Regions from separate parts of the Oryctolagus cuniculus genome. Here region 2 is linked to region 1. Evidence: chromatin contacts called from public Micro-C data. All regions are on one chromosome and are shown on one strand. Each heading gives the region's core, a stretch centred on a gene start, on an enhancer-like site or on the middle of the called end of the contact. The rest is flanking DNA. Distances are from core to core; before and after follow the strand shown.

The links. Hi-C and Micro-C count contacts between places; a contact is called where the count stands out from the background.
Region 2: a Micro-C map of ear pinna shows a contact between it and region 1, with 2.8 times the contacts expected there. The contact joins the enhancer-like site here to the promoter of IL17RD in region 1. A contact is called at or near these places in 2 of 6 Hi-C or Micro-C datasets (ear pinna and an unstated tissue).

The regions. Positions count from the first base shown.
Region 1 is chr10:92,743,643-92,750,462 of mOryCun1.1, forward strand. It overlaps IL17RD (interleukin 17 receptor D), which reads left to right and starts at 2,611. Exons shown (of 13, transcript XM_017343892.3): 1 at 2,611-2,823. The coding sequence starts at 2,698.
Region 2 is chr10:92,800,202-92,807,021 of mOryCun1.1, forward strand. IL17RD (interleukin 17 receptor D) reads left to right here. Exons shown (of 13, transcript XM_017343892.3): 7 at 18-169; 8 at 1,951-2,016; 9 at 2,990-3,044; 10 at 3,546-3,656; 11 at 4,708-4,892. Among named protein-coding and RNA genes, the nearest start is that of ARHGEF3, 13 kb to the right of the region's middle. Within about 2 kb of position 3,605, at least 1 of the 8 cell types and tissues checked has an H3K27ac peak or open chromatin away from gene starts, as enhancers often do. A contact at or near this core is called in ear pinna, where this site is marked.

The DNA.
Region 1 (6,820 bases), core at 1,361-3,860:
CAGGATGGGGTTGGTTGATAACTTATACAGCACATCAAGGCTGCATAAATACATTATGAATATATATAGAATTAAGGAGCCAGTAGCTTCACGGTTGTCTGTGTGAGTGTGTGTGCGTGTGTGTGTGTGTTAGCGACATTCATGTGCTCCTGGTCTCAACCCGGGCTCTGGGGTTTCTGAGCTCTACGACTTGGACATTCCCTGAGAAAGACCCACGGGGCTTTGTGGAGAGTATGAAGGAGGCGCCCTGCCACGGAAGCAATGTGCCTCTTGAGTTCTGCTCGGAGAATGTGGACCTTCTGTGGGTCCTGGTTCTTCCGGAAGGCAGGAGGTGCGTGGTGCCTGCCCTCCCTCTCTGGGTTATCTGAATTCCTGAATGCCCTGGCAGTGAGGTGAAAAGCAAAATATTTCTGCCCTGCAGCGCACATGGGCAGGACATCTGAGCAGCAGGTGGTCGCTGCTGTTGGGGCAACCAGCCTCCGGCCTCCCTTCCCTGCAATAGTGCCAGTTTCCCTTTGGGCGACCACTGTTAACACACTGCCTCCCCACGTGACTCAGGTGAGCCTGGCTTGACCCGGTGCTGGGGGCAGCTGCTTCAGAGCCAGTCCGCAGGACTTCTGCTAGCAATTCCAGGAAGAGTCTTCCTCCCTCAAGGGGGCAGCGGGCAAAGCTGGGACCACAGCTGTCTCTGTAGCAGGTTTGGAACAAAGGTATGTGGGGGCTGTGTGGAGCCCTGAGGGACAGTGCTGGAGTCCTGTCTTAGCAGCAGCTGAACTCGGGCCAGGACAGACCAGGAGAGGGAGGGAATTCTGGGTGCTGGGAAGGGGGTCATGTGGAGGGAGCTGCCTTGGAGGACAGAGGTGACCGGCTCCCAGGTTTACCGAGATAGGAAGGCCAAGGTGGAGCCAAGCAGGGAGGAGGGAGATCAGTGTAGCTGGGGCCGATGGTAAAGGCAGAAAGGGAAGAGATGATGTGGGAGAAAAGAAGACCAATATGGATTTCATTGTAAAAGCCTTTAAAAAATGTTTTGCTGTAATTTATTTTCATTTTTTGTTTGAGAGACAGAGATAGACACAGAGAGAATTTCCATCTGTTAGTTCATTATCCAAATATAGGCAACCCCTGGAGCTGGGCCAGACCCAATCCAGGTCTTCCATGCAGTTGGCAGGGACCCAAGTACTCGAGCCGTTTTCTACTGCTCCCTAGAGTGTACGTTAGCAGGAAGCTGGAATTGGAAGCAGAGCCAGGACTTGAACCCAGGCACTCTGATATGGGATGTGGATGTCCTGAGCAGTGATTTTTTTCCTAAGATTATTTATTTGAAAGAGCTACAGAAAGGGGGGGGGGGGGAGAGCTCTTTCTGCCACTGGTTCACTCCCAGATGACTGCAATGGCCAGGCCTGGGCCAGGCTGAAGCCAGGAGCCAGGAGCCAGACACTTTGTCCAGATCCACATGGGTGGTGGATCTCAAACACTTGGGCCATCCTCCGCTGATTTTCCAGGCCATTAGCAGGGAGCTGGATTAGAAATGGAGCAGCCAAGATCAAACTGGCACCTAAATGGGATGCTTTACCCGCTACACCCCGATGCCAGCTCCCTGAGCAAGGTCTTATCTGTGGCCTTTTGATTAGAAGCTGTCACAGAGAGTTTTACCCAGAAGTCAGTGGTCTGATTTGCCTCTTTGGTGGATCATTATGGATCCTGGGAAGAGAAATGAGTATTGTCTATAAGCATAAGCGTGGAAGTGGGAAAAGCCCTCAGGAAACTCAGTGGAGCAGGGGGAGGCAGCCTGGACGAGGGAGAAGGCGACAGAGAGGGTGGAGGTGGTGGACACTAGGGCAGGAGAGGGAAGGCGGAGGTGGGAATTTTGACTGCTCCACCCCTCCGATCCTCAGCTGCGTCTTGCAAATAGAGGTGGTACCCTCTTCACCAAGATCAGTCTGACCAGGGTCGTGCTTAGGAACATTGCTTTTGGTCAGTTTGGGGTTTGAATCTCAGGTCTGGCAGGTATCAGCTGTGTGACCCTGTCCAAGTCCATTAATGACCGACTTGAGACTTACTGAGCGCGCTTGCTATGTGCTAACCAACAGAATCCCCCCTTAGAGGAGGACATACTCATTATTTTAGCTCATCAGAGAAGAAACCATACCGTGCAGAAAGCGAGTCATTTGTCGAAGTCCCAGAAGTAAATGGCAACTCAGGATTTCTCTGTCACGTTAGGCTAAAATTTCTGCACCTAAAACGCGGACAATACTGATGCTTCCCTGTGTGGTTGGGAGGTACCCGGCACGTGGCAGGTGCTTATGAAGTTATTATTAAAGTTATCATGATATTTCTGTGTTTTCTCGAGTTTTAGCATGGAGCAGGCGTTGGACAAAGCGTTTGGATTTAGAAGCAAAAAAAAAAAAAAAGATCTCTTTGGTCTAAGAGGGGAAAACTTGCAGCCTCGGGTCTCTGCGGTTACTCGGGAGTGACCAGAGGGGCGGGGTCAAGACCCGAGGGCCTGGGTTGAGGGGCGGGGCCATGTCGCCAGAACTGAAGCTAGGGGCGGGGCCCAAATGGAAGGGGCGGGGCGAGGGCCGGAGCGCATGCTCGGTACGAGCCTCACCACGGCCGCCGCTGCTACCGCCCACTCGGGGCTGGCCAGCTGCTGGCGGCCGGGGCTCAGAGAGGGCCCGGCAGGGCAAGCGCACGGCCATGGCCCCGTGGCTGCAGCTCTGCTCCGTCTTCTTCACTGTCAACGCCTGCCTCAACGGCTCGCAGCTGGCCGTGGCCGCGGGCGGCTCCGGCCGCACTCGGGGCGCAGACACCTGTGGCTGGAGGGTAAGGCGCGCGCGGCGGGTTTCACCCGAGTTTGGCGCGGGGCGCGCCGCGAGGCAGGGGCGCAGTGCACACAGGTGCTGGCGGGCGGGCGCGCCCTACTTGCTGCCCGGGAGCTGCAGCTGGGCCGGGGTCTCCGACCTCTTCGCTCCCATCCGCCCGGCTTCCCCATCTGGGTCGCGCGTCCGCAGGCGCCGGCCGGGAGCAGAGGGGCCGCCCGACCCCCGGCTTTGTGTTGCGGGAGACGCGCGGCTGCCGGCCGGGGTCCGATTCCGGGGGCGGTGGGCCCCGCAGGGGAGTGCCCCCCACCCTTTGTTCGCGGCCCCGCGGACTGCGCTTCCCAGGCTGCATCCTTGAGGCGCCCGGACGCGGGACTCTTTGGCGTGGGAGGAGTGGGGTCTCCCCGGTGCTACTAACACCAGTGTGCAGAGGCCCGGGCCGGCCGGGGAGCAGACCCGGAGCGCGGGGAAGGATGCGCCCCCGCTCGCGATCGCTTTGTTCCATCTCGGCTGCGGCCGTCACATCACTCCCACTCCACTCCGGACTCCCGACTTGCTGAGAAACTCTTGCTTCCCCGCCCAGCCTTTCTTAGGTCTCACGGGTGCTCCCCAACTTTCCCTGCTCTCAAAACTCGAGTTGCGATTACTTTTCGTGTCTAGGGAGCGGCCGGCGTGAGTTTGTCACCTCCGTCAGGTGCCCGGGAGGAGCGTGGAGATATGTCCAGACTTATCCGGGCGCTTGGAGAGGTCTCTCCAGGACCCGGCGCTTGGGGGCCCCAGGAGCTGTGCGCGCTGACGAGGCCAGCCCACTGCCTCCTCTCGGGATCCCCGCCAGCGCGTGTGGACTTGGGGGGAATCCTCCCGTCCTCCCCCGCCCCGTGCCTCCCACCGAAGGCCAGGTCGGCGTGGCTGGGGACACTCAAGACTAACTTTGTGGAGAGAAGGAGGGCTTTGTGCTCAGCAGCCGGGGACGTGACCGGGGCTCTGCCGGACCTGGGCAGCCGCTACCCTCAGTTTCTTCATCTGGAAAATGGGGCTTTCCTAGTTTCTTCGTCATTGCTGCCAAGGGATGGGTATTTGGTAGTTGGTTTAGGCCAAGGTTGACCCCGCTCTAAAGAGAGGCGCCAAACATGACCCGGATGGACCTAGGACGGGACGCACCTTGGGCTGGGGCCTCCACTCGTGGTGCAGAGAAGCAGTGCAGACAGTCCAGCAGAAGCCAGGCAGCTGGGGCGTCATCAGACCCAGCAGCGCCCTCTGGTCAGCCATACCTGCCCCTGTCCCCCAAGAGTGAATATTCCCTTTGGCTCCCTGGCCCCTTGCCAGTTGAGTAAAACATTACATTTTATTACTCTGTTCCAGCAAGTAAAACATCACAGTTTTGCTTTTTTTTTTTTTTAATTAACAAACAATAGATAGCAAGCTTCCTTAGGACTTTGTCATGTTGACTGATTCTGCTAAAATTGTGGCCCTAATTGATGCTGGCTTTCACCTGTCAGCAGCATCCCAGGCAGATCTGTCCAGGATGCTGGTTTCTCTCTGGTGCTGTCTCGCCCCAGTGCACAAAGCTGGTGACGTGGCCGTGCTGTGAAGGAGCTGCGTGGTTTTGTTCTCTCTGCCTGTGGACTGTGTCCCCTCCCTCAGACCTCATCCCCTCAGAATTTAACTGTGGCCCCTGTCCCAGTCCACTCCCATGCGTGCTGACCTCTTTTTCCCGTCACAGCCCATGGCTGACGGTGACCTGCTCACCAGCCTTGGTCCCACCAGTCCTCTCTTTGGGTCATCTTCAGCTCCTTCCTGGATGACCATGGAGACGTCCCAGCTGTGTCCCAGGTTCCAGGCTCTTCCCAGCCTGGTGCTTGGCTCCTTGCCTGCTGGCACCGCCTGCTGGTGCATCTCATGGACTCAGCTCACCCATCTGTTTTGCACACCCCCCCTTTCCAGCCTCAGCACTCCCACCTGGCTCCCTAATTCCTGATGCCCTTAGTGCAAGGCATACCCCCCCCCCAAAAAAAAGCCCATCTGCTGTGTCCAAGATTCAGCTCAGATGCTGCCTCTTTGGGGAAGCCCTCCCAGAATGCCATGCCCTTTGCTTCGCATTCTCACGCAGGTCCTTGCACCTGGATTTTCAGCAGGCTGCACTGTGAGCATTTATTCACTCCCATCTTTAGGCTGTTGTATGTCTGGCTGGGCGCTGAGCCTCATCGTGGTGGCCTGAGCCTGGAGCCCTGTAAATCTCAGCTGAACCCCATTGGGCCCTGCCGTCTTCCTGCGCAGTGCTGTAGTGAGAGCTGGTGAGGTGTGAGGGAGAGCAGAGCACTGCACTCCAGTTGTCCATCTTTGAGCAACAGGCCTTTGCACATGCTTTTCCTGCCTTTGTTTCTTTTCTGTGCACCTTCCCTGCCCCCACCTCCCCAGAAGGTGCGTGTCAGGGAGCTGTGTACCGCGACGTGGGTATTGATGCATGTCCGGGTCCACTACCAGTTAGTAGGTTCTCCGTTCACAGATGTTGGCCTCAACTCTGAGGTTGTGTGCACTGTAGTCAGGGCTGCTGGGAGCATACAGGGATCCATCATACAAACAAACTCGACGCAAACAGGAGAGGGCTGGCTGTGGGTCTGGGTTTCATCCAGAACCCGAGAGGAAGGTAGCCGGGTGCGGATGAGAGCCGTGAAGGAGGGACAGGATCTGGCTGTGGAGAGAAGCTGAACCAGTGACCCCCTGCTCTCCAGGGAGCATCAGTTCAGGACCCCTTGCCCCTGCAGGGCTGTGTACTTTCCCAGGACGTGCGAGGTGACGACAGCCAGCCAGCCAGCCCTCGGCATCTCTGCTAACAGACGCTTGGGGCTGCTCTCAGAGGAGCGGGGAGCTGGCCTGGTTTGAGTGGTCAGATTTCACAACCTCCCCATTATTAGCAGGGCAATTAAGAGCTGATACCATCTTGAACACAGCTCAGTGTTTTGGAAATGAGTTGTGGGCACACTTCCGCAACCACCACTTAGAAAAAGCCTGTGCTGGCCCTTGCCAGATGAAGTTGCTCTTTGAGTAGCAAATAATGCTCCTGGAGAAGTAACAATTTGTAAAACCTGCAGGGGTGGGGGGCATGCTGCCTGTTAGCTCTTGCAGCGGTTTCCGGGGTGATGGGAAATTTGCTTGTGTGGGTAGCTGCTTCTGAGGTCCCCCCCCCCCAGCTGGATGAGAAGCCTATTTATGGAACAAGACCTTAGGAATTCACTCCCACAGGTTTTTATTTAGTGGCATTTCCTGTGTGGGGGAAGGAGGGGGGCATTTCTTACCTCCTTCTCTATATGGGGTACATCTTCTGTGGTCTGGTGTCCCCGAAGCACAGTTTTTACTAGTCCCCCCCACACCCCCAGGCTGCTCCCTTAGGAATTCAGGAAGCCAGGATGCTGGCATGGCCTTGACAGTGATGTGCAAGTTTCCCATTTAAGGCATCCTTCATCTCGAAAGGTAGGAAGGAATAGGGTGGTACTTGGACAAAAAGAAGTTCCAGCTGGTTAAAATTTAGGTTCCTGATAAAAGTCCAATCCAAGAATTCTCCTTGGCTGCGCGCCCAGCCGTGTTTATTTGATTCGGAATTGGATGCGTTTTCATTCACTTGCAGCTCATGGCTCCCAAGCCCACATCTGGTGTGTCTGTCTCGTGGACATATCGTCCATGTTGCAGATGCTGTCATGGCCCTCACAGGATCATGGTTAAAAATTATTCAGCCCGGTCGACACATTTTTCAGAGAGACGTTTTTATAAGAATTGCAGTGCTTTCTCGCAGCCTGTTTTGCCTCGTTAATTGGGAACCTTCCTGGCTGGTGTCCATCTTTCTCTTCTCTCCCCAGCCTGGCCAGCTGGCCAGCCGGCCGCTGGCGAGCCCCTGCAGCGCCTGGGGCATTGTGCTGGTTATTGACTGGAGGACACAGCTGAGCGAGCAGACCGGCAGTGCCCCCTCTGCGCCCCTCGCCCAGCCCCACTTTTGTACCTTTCCC
Region 2 (6,820 bases), core at 2,355-4,854, 58 kb after region 1:
CTCCTTCTTCCTCCCAGTCTGGAAGCCTCGGAACCTGAATATCACCCAGCATGGTGCAGACATGCAGGTGTCCTTCGACCATGCGCCACACAGCTTTGGCTTCCGTTTCTTCTATCTTCATTACAAGCTAAAGCATGAAGGCCCCTTCAAACGAAAGACCTGTAAGCAGGTGAGCTGCTGGGTGTGCCCAAAGTAATGCTTTGTGTGTGTGTGTGTGGTGTGTGTGTGTGTGTGTGTGTGTGTTTAAAAAGATTTATTTATTTGAAAGGCAGAGTGACAGGGAGAGACAGAAAGAGAGGTAGAGAGATCTTCCATCTGCTGGTTCATTCTCCACATGGCTATAACAGCTGAGACTGGCCTATGCCAAAGCCAGAAGCCAGGAACTCCATACCAGTCTCCCACATGGGTGCAGAGTCCAAGCGCTTGGGCAGTTGGCCGCTGTCTTCCCGAGCACATTAGCAGGAAGCTGGATTAGAAGTGGAGCAGACAGGACTCGAACTGGCACTCCACTGTTAGATGCCAGCTTGGTAAGCAGTGGCTTAACTTGCTGAGCCATGCCACCATGCCCCTCCTCCCCGTCCTTGGCACCTCCCACCCTGCCTCCTGCCCCCAGTGTATTTTAAAGTAACTCCTTGGGGGCAAGCGTTTGGCCTTGCACTTAAATCCCAGTTAAAATGCCAGCGTTCCATACTGGGACACCTGAGTTCCATACCCTAGCTCCAGATTCCAGCTTCCTACCAGTGTGTACCCTATGAGGCAGCAGATGATGGCTCAAGGGATTAGATCTCTGCTGTCTACAATGGCCGTTGCTAGCATTTGGGAAGTGAATCAGGGAATGGGATTTCTGTCCGTCTGTCTCTATTTCCTTCTTCTCTGTTCAATTAAATAAAAAATGAAATAAAATGTAAAAGCTGTTTGAAAGTTCAGAGAATTAGAAAATATATGTAAAACATAAATACTGACCCTTGAGTTTTGGGTGGCTGAACGTGTACATCAGGCTTCGCTGGTTCAGGCTGTCATCACTGGATGTGTCTCAGTGCCCTCTGGCCGTGACCTCTCACTCCCCAGTTACCTGCATCCCAGCTTGCCTGGTGGTGATGAAGCCTGGTGGAAATGTGGCAGGGCATCAGAAGAATAAAATGTTTGCTGTGCTGTATTTCGTACATTGATTGGGTGTTCACTGTATGGCAGGCCCTGGAGCTTTAAGCCCCTGAATCCTTGCCTGAAACACAGGCTTCCACTGTTCTCACTTCACAGATGGGGAAACTGAGGCTCCGTGGGGGGAGTTACCTGGCTGGCTCAAGGTCACAGTTTCTAGACCTTAAGCACCAAGCCACTAGCGACTCAGTGGCTCCTGGTTTTATACACAAGGCCAAGGTTAAACAGAGGAGCTCAGTAAGCAAGTTCTTGCACCGGTGGTTATCAGGGGAAGGGAAAGCTCACAGGACTGCAAACACTCAGGCTGTTGGGTTGTGGTGGCAGCGGTCCAGGACCCTCCCTAGGTGTGCTCCTGTTGGAGCTCTGTCGTACTCTTGTTTTCCTGCCACCTCTCACCTCCACCGCTGACCTTCTAACAAAGGTGAATGTTAAAGTGATGGCAAATAAAGCATGTGCAAACACAGACTTAATGTCTTCCCTTGTCCTTTTTTTTTTTTTTTTTTTTTTATTAAAGGGTATCCTAACTGATTTCTTTGTTTTAAAGCAAATGTTCCTGCTGAGGGTACTACCAGATAAGCATAGAATATGACTGGGGGTCCTGGGCTCCCCTGGAACTTTTATCCTGGAGAAGTTCAGATAAGATGTGGTAGTTCAATACAGTTACTCCCCATCTAATCACATCGTGGGCTAAGGGCGACTGACGCTGATGGCAGGTCTGCTTCAGCTCCAGAGGAGAAGCCCTGGTGACCTTCAGAGAAGAGAACTGTGAAATTGTTGTTTGCTTCTTTGCAGGAACAAAATACAGAGACAACCAGCTGCCTCCTTCAGAATGTTTCTCCAGGGGATTATATCATTGAGGTATGCAGATATATATAGAACTCAAGAAAGCCTTATTAATTTCACTGAACATATCCACTTCATGTAGAATGCTGTTTTCAACACGAACAGTCCAAGCCATGAATATGTGCACAGTTGTGCGCTTTCATGGTTTTCCATACTTTTTAAAAGAGTTTAGACATAATCGATACTTCATCTTTTCATTAAATATTTCAGGTAACTGTGGAACCACATACTCCCTATAATCCATTATTTAAATTTTCTATATTGTATTCCTTCAACTACAAAGATAACTTTTTAAAATTTTAGCTTTAAAAATGTTGTGTTTTAGTATTAGAATAGCAAAACAGAGTCATGTCCTCCTAGACTTCTCCAGGATTTCTCTTGCTGTTCTTTGCACCATGGCAAAAATCATACAAATATGATTCTTCTCCTTTCTGTGATGACTTTTCCTGTGTCAGGCTGGGGCCTCAAATCTTGGAGTAGAAGGAAAATAGAAAAGAAAGTTCAGAGTTGGTCCATGGCCCCACTATATCATAGACATCCAATGTGTCTTCACATTTTGGTAGAAACAGCTACTTCTTGCATTCCCTGGCAGCAGTGTGTGCCTTTGGATAGACACACCTTCTGCAAGCACGCCCATTGAAGTCAGTGGGAGGAGTGCCAGTTTAACTGAGGATTGTTAGAATGTGGGACTCGCTGGCTGCATTCTTCAGTGCATAAACAACCTTTGGATTCATGAAAGGAAACCTGATGGAGTTTCCAGTTTTGAGCTGGCGAAGTGGAGATGAGCTGTCTCTGCCTGGTAAATGAACATGGGCTCTAGCCTCGCTGTTAGCTCAGCCGTTCTCCTCCATGGTGTCCCACTGACCCCTCACTTCCCACTAAAGGAAAACAAGTGAAACTGTCATTTCCCCCCATTTTCTGGTAGACATAATTTGTTGAGGTGCTATCCCTTTGAAGAAGAAATAACACAGCATCCTCTGTTTTGCAGCTGGTAGATGACACTAACACAACAAGAAAAGTGATGCATTATGCCCTAAAGCCAGGTAAGAGTCGTTCTGCTTGAAATGTTGGCTCTCCCCTGCGTGCTCACCGAGGTATCTGCTGCTTTCTGTACTTGATGATTTATAAAAACAAAGTCGGCTCCTCTCTCTTAAATGATGTTCCATCAAATCTGACTTTCCTTCCACCCTGGTGTTGATGCCTGGAAGATCAAAGCCAGCATGGTGTGTGTGGCTGGAAACCAAATAAATAGTCAATTGTCCTTGGAAGAAAAGTGGGAGGAGAGGTTTCCTCACTCCGAGGTATTTACAGTGCCAGCAGACTCTTGACTGGTGAATCATTGCCTGCAATCCTTTAAAAATGAGCTGCTGAATCCTTTGAAAGTTGCCACATCAGCTCTCTGAGAAAGGTGGTAATGGGGTCCCAGATAACCTGTCATGTGGCTTATGCTTGAAAAGAAACAAACAAAAAAAGTAGTTATCTTTGAATGTGTTCTGATACTGAAGTCTAAAAATGGTTTTTCTCCCCCCTCTGAAATCTCCCAGTGCACTCCCCGTGGGCAGGGCCCATCAGGGCGGTGGCCATTACAGTGCCCCTGGTCGTCATTTCGGCATTTGCAACCCTCTTCACTGTGATGTGCCGCAAGAAGCAACAAGGTATCTCTTTGTGTGTCTGCCGCACTCCCTCTCCTGCCCGCCCCTCCTCCCCGCCCCAGAAGGCGCAGGCCTGGGCCTTTGCCAGCACAGTGAGACTGGGGGCTCCTGGTTCCTTTAGAACTCTGGTTAGTTCCCTGGCTGCTGTGCTTCCCTAGATCCAAATATTTGGCTTTCTACCCTCAGGAACCACTGAAGGGACAGGCATGATTCTATTCTCCAGCTCAGCATAATACATTGAAAGGCCTAAAGGACCTCTCAGGTGTCAAAAAAGAGCCTTGCGAGGGAGCTGGGTGGGGGTCACCCAGGTGTCTACTTATCATAAAACCCACCACAAGGTGACCTGAAGGTTCGGGCACTTCACCTTTGTAAGTTAGACCCCAATAAAAACTTTAGGCACCCTGCTGATGCCTAGTCACAGGAGGTGCACCTGGCACTGCTGGCTGCCAACCCGTGTGTCCTGTGCTGCATTTCTCAGCTTGTCCAAGGTCAGTTGGAGGATAGGAGCAATTTTTGACTATTGGCTTCACTGCAGAAACCAGCTGTCCCATTCACCATGGTGACCCAAGGTGCGACAGAACTGGGGGCTTAGGGCTGCTCCAGGCAGATGTGTCCCCTGCTCTTTTTTTTTTTTTTTTTTTTACAGGCAGAGTTAGACAGAGAAGAGAAAGAGACAGAGAAAGGTCTTCCTTCCGTTGGTTCACCCCACAAATGGCCGCTACGGCCAGCATGCTGCGCCAATCTGAAGCCAGGAGCCAGGCGCTTCCTCCTGGTCTCCCATGCAGGTTCAGGGCCCAAGCACTTGGGCCATCCTCCCTGCCTTCCCGGGCCACAGCAGAGAGCTGGACTGGAAGAGGAGCAACCGGGACAGAATCTGGCCCCCCAACCAGGACTAGAACCCAGGGTTGCTGACACCACAGGCAGAGGATTAGCCTAGTAAGCCGTGACGCCGGCCCCCTGCTCTTTCTTGAAGATAGCACGGGATTCCTAGTGTTAGGGAACAGGACAAAGTGTTGCTCGCAGATAGCTATCAGCCCTTTCTTTTCTCATCTAGAAAACATATATTCACATTTGGATGAGGAGAGCTCAGAGTCCTCGACGTATACCACGGCTCTCCCCAGAGAGCGGCTCTGGCCGCGGCCGAAGGTCTTCCTCTGCTACTCCAGTAAAGACGGCCAGAATCACATGAATGTTGTCCAGTGTTTCGCCTACTTTCTCCAGGACTTCTGTGGCTGTGAGGTGCGGAATCTGAAGTCACTTCTTTCACTCTGGTACTCTGCTTGCTGCCCTCGCCTCTCCTCCAGGCTGGTTACTGTGACACCTGACCTTGACGACTGCCACCATTTGCAAATTGGAGATCCCTCCCTTTTTTTTTTTTATTTGAAGATTTATTTTGTTTATTTGAAAGGCAGAGTTGCAGAGAAACAGAGAGATACTCTGTCTACTGATTCCCTACCCAAATGGCTGCTATAGCCAAGACTGGGCCAGGCTGAAGCCAGGAGCTTCTTCCAGGTCTCCTATATGGGAGCAGGAGCCAAGCATGTGGGCCCTCCTCTGCTGCTTTCCCAGGCACATCAGCAGGGTACTGGATCAGAAGTGGAGCAGTCAGGATTCAAGCTGGTACTCACATGGGATGCTGGCAATGCAGGTGGCAGCTTTACCTGCTGCACCACAGCACCAGCCCTGGAGATAGTCTGGTACTCATCCAGGCTGCCCTGCCATCACCAGCACTAAATGTCATAACACTTGACCATGCCTGCTTAAAAGCCTTGAGTGGCACCCATGTGGCAGAAAGTAGCATACTGCAGCTGCCACAGGAATATGCAGCTGGCACGGGAGTCACTCAAGACATCCCAGTGAGTGTTGTAGGGTCAGAGAGTGACGAGTAAAGCAGTGAGTTTAGACAGTTCTTTGCTAAGGAGGGGAATGCGGAATGGGGCCACCATTGGAGGGAAGGTGAGGTTGTTTGGCCATTGACTGGTGTAAAGGAATGGAATGGGAGAAACTGGCCATGCGGGGGGAGGGCAGTGGGCAGAGAGAACCAGGGGTAGGAAGGAGGTGCCTTCAGACAGCAGTACTGTGTCAAAGGCCCAAATTGTCTGCTCTGGTTTCTCAGTTGCTTTCTTAAGCTGTTAATATATAACTTTTCTATGATGTCATAATGTTAATTTTTAGAGTGGAGTCTGAAAGGCACACACCCTGTTTCTTAAAAATGCACTAACTGTTCAGTAATTTAATTGGGAGTTAATTTGTGAGGTGAAAACGCCTAGTGGTGGCTCTGAGAATCCCTCCGTGGGGCGACGCTGCCCCCTGGTGTCAACAAAGCATCGTTACAAGGCTAGCCCGGCTTCCGTCTGTGAGAAAGCACTGACCTTGGCAGATCAGCACCCACTGGAACAACTGCAGACTGCAGGGGGTGGCACGCACTGTCTTCACATACCACGGATGGGCCCAGTGTGTTCTGTTTTGCAAGTAATTAGCCTCTGGGGGAAACTGTCTTAACATTTCTGAGTGTAGTGTTTACTGTAGAAAATGTAGAAACCAGAACCGGATGACAGATTTAAAAATTGCCTGTAATACCAACCTGGAGAAAGAAGAACCACAGTTAATATTTGTTGCACTCTCATCCAGCCTTTCTCTGCATGGACGAACCTACACATACAGTTTTGCTTTGTGGGCAGATTGGAGCTATTCTCTTTACTTAATACTTTTTCTCCACTATTAGCAGTTCTTCATAAACTGTAATTTTAAACAGCAGGGTAAAATCAATAATATTGATTCACCAAAACTGAGTTAATTCAAGTTGTTAAACATCTTAGTAGTTCAGTAGTGCTCTTTTTCTGATGATTTATTAAGGAAAGATGCCTGAAAATAGAATTGCTGGGTCAAAGATTGGAACAGTTTTTAAGTGTTTCATCTATATAAACTTCACAAAATTTGTGGACAATGAAATTCAAGAGGTAAGTTTCATTTGTTGCAAAACAATTTTGAAATCCATGCAAATTAAGAAAAAGTATGCAGGGCTTTCATAAATTTTTTGCACCAAAGTAAACTTACTTTTATTTCATTTTCCATGAACTTCTTTTTTTAAAAAGATTTGTATTATTTGGAAGTCAGAGTTACAGGGAGAGGCATAGACAGAGAGAGAGGGGCCTTTTATCCCCTGG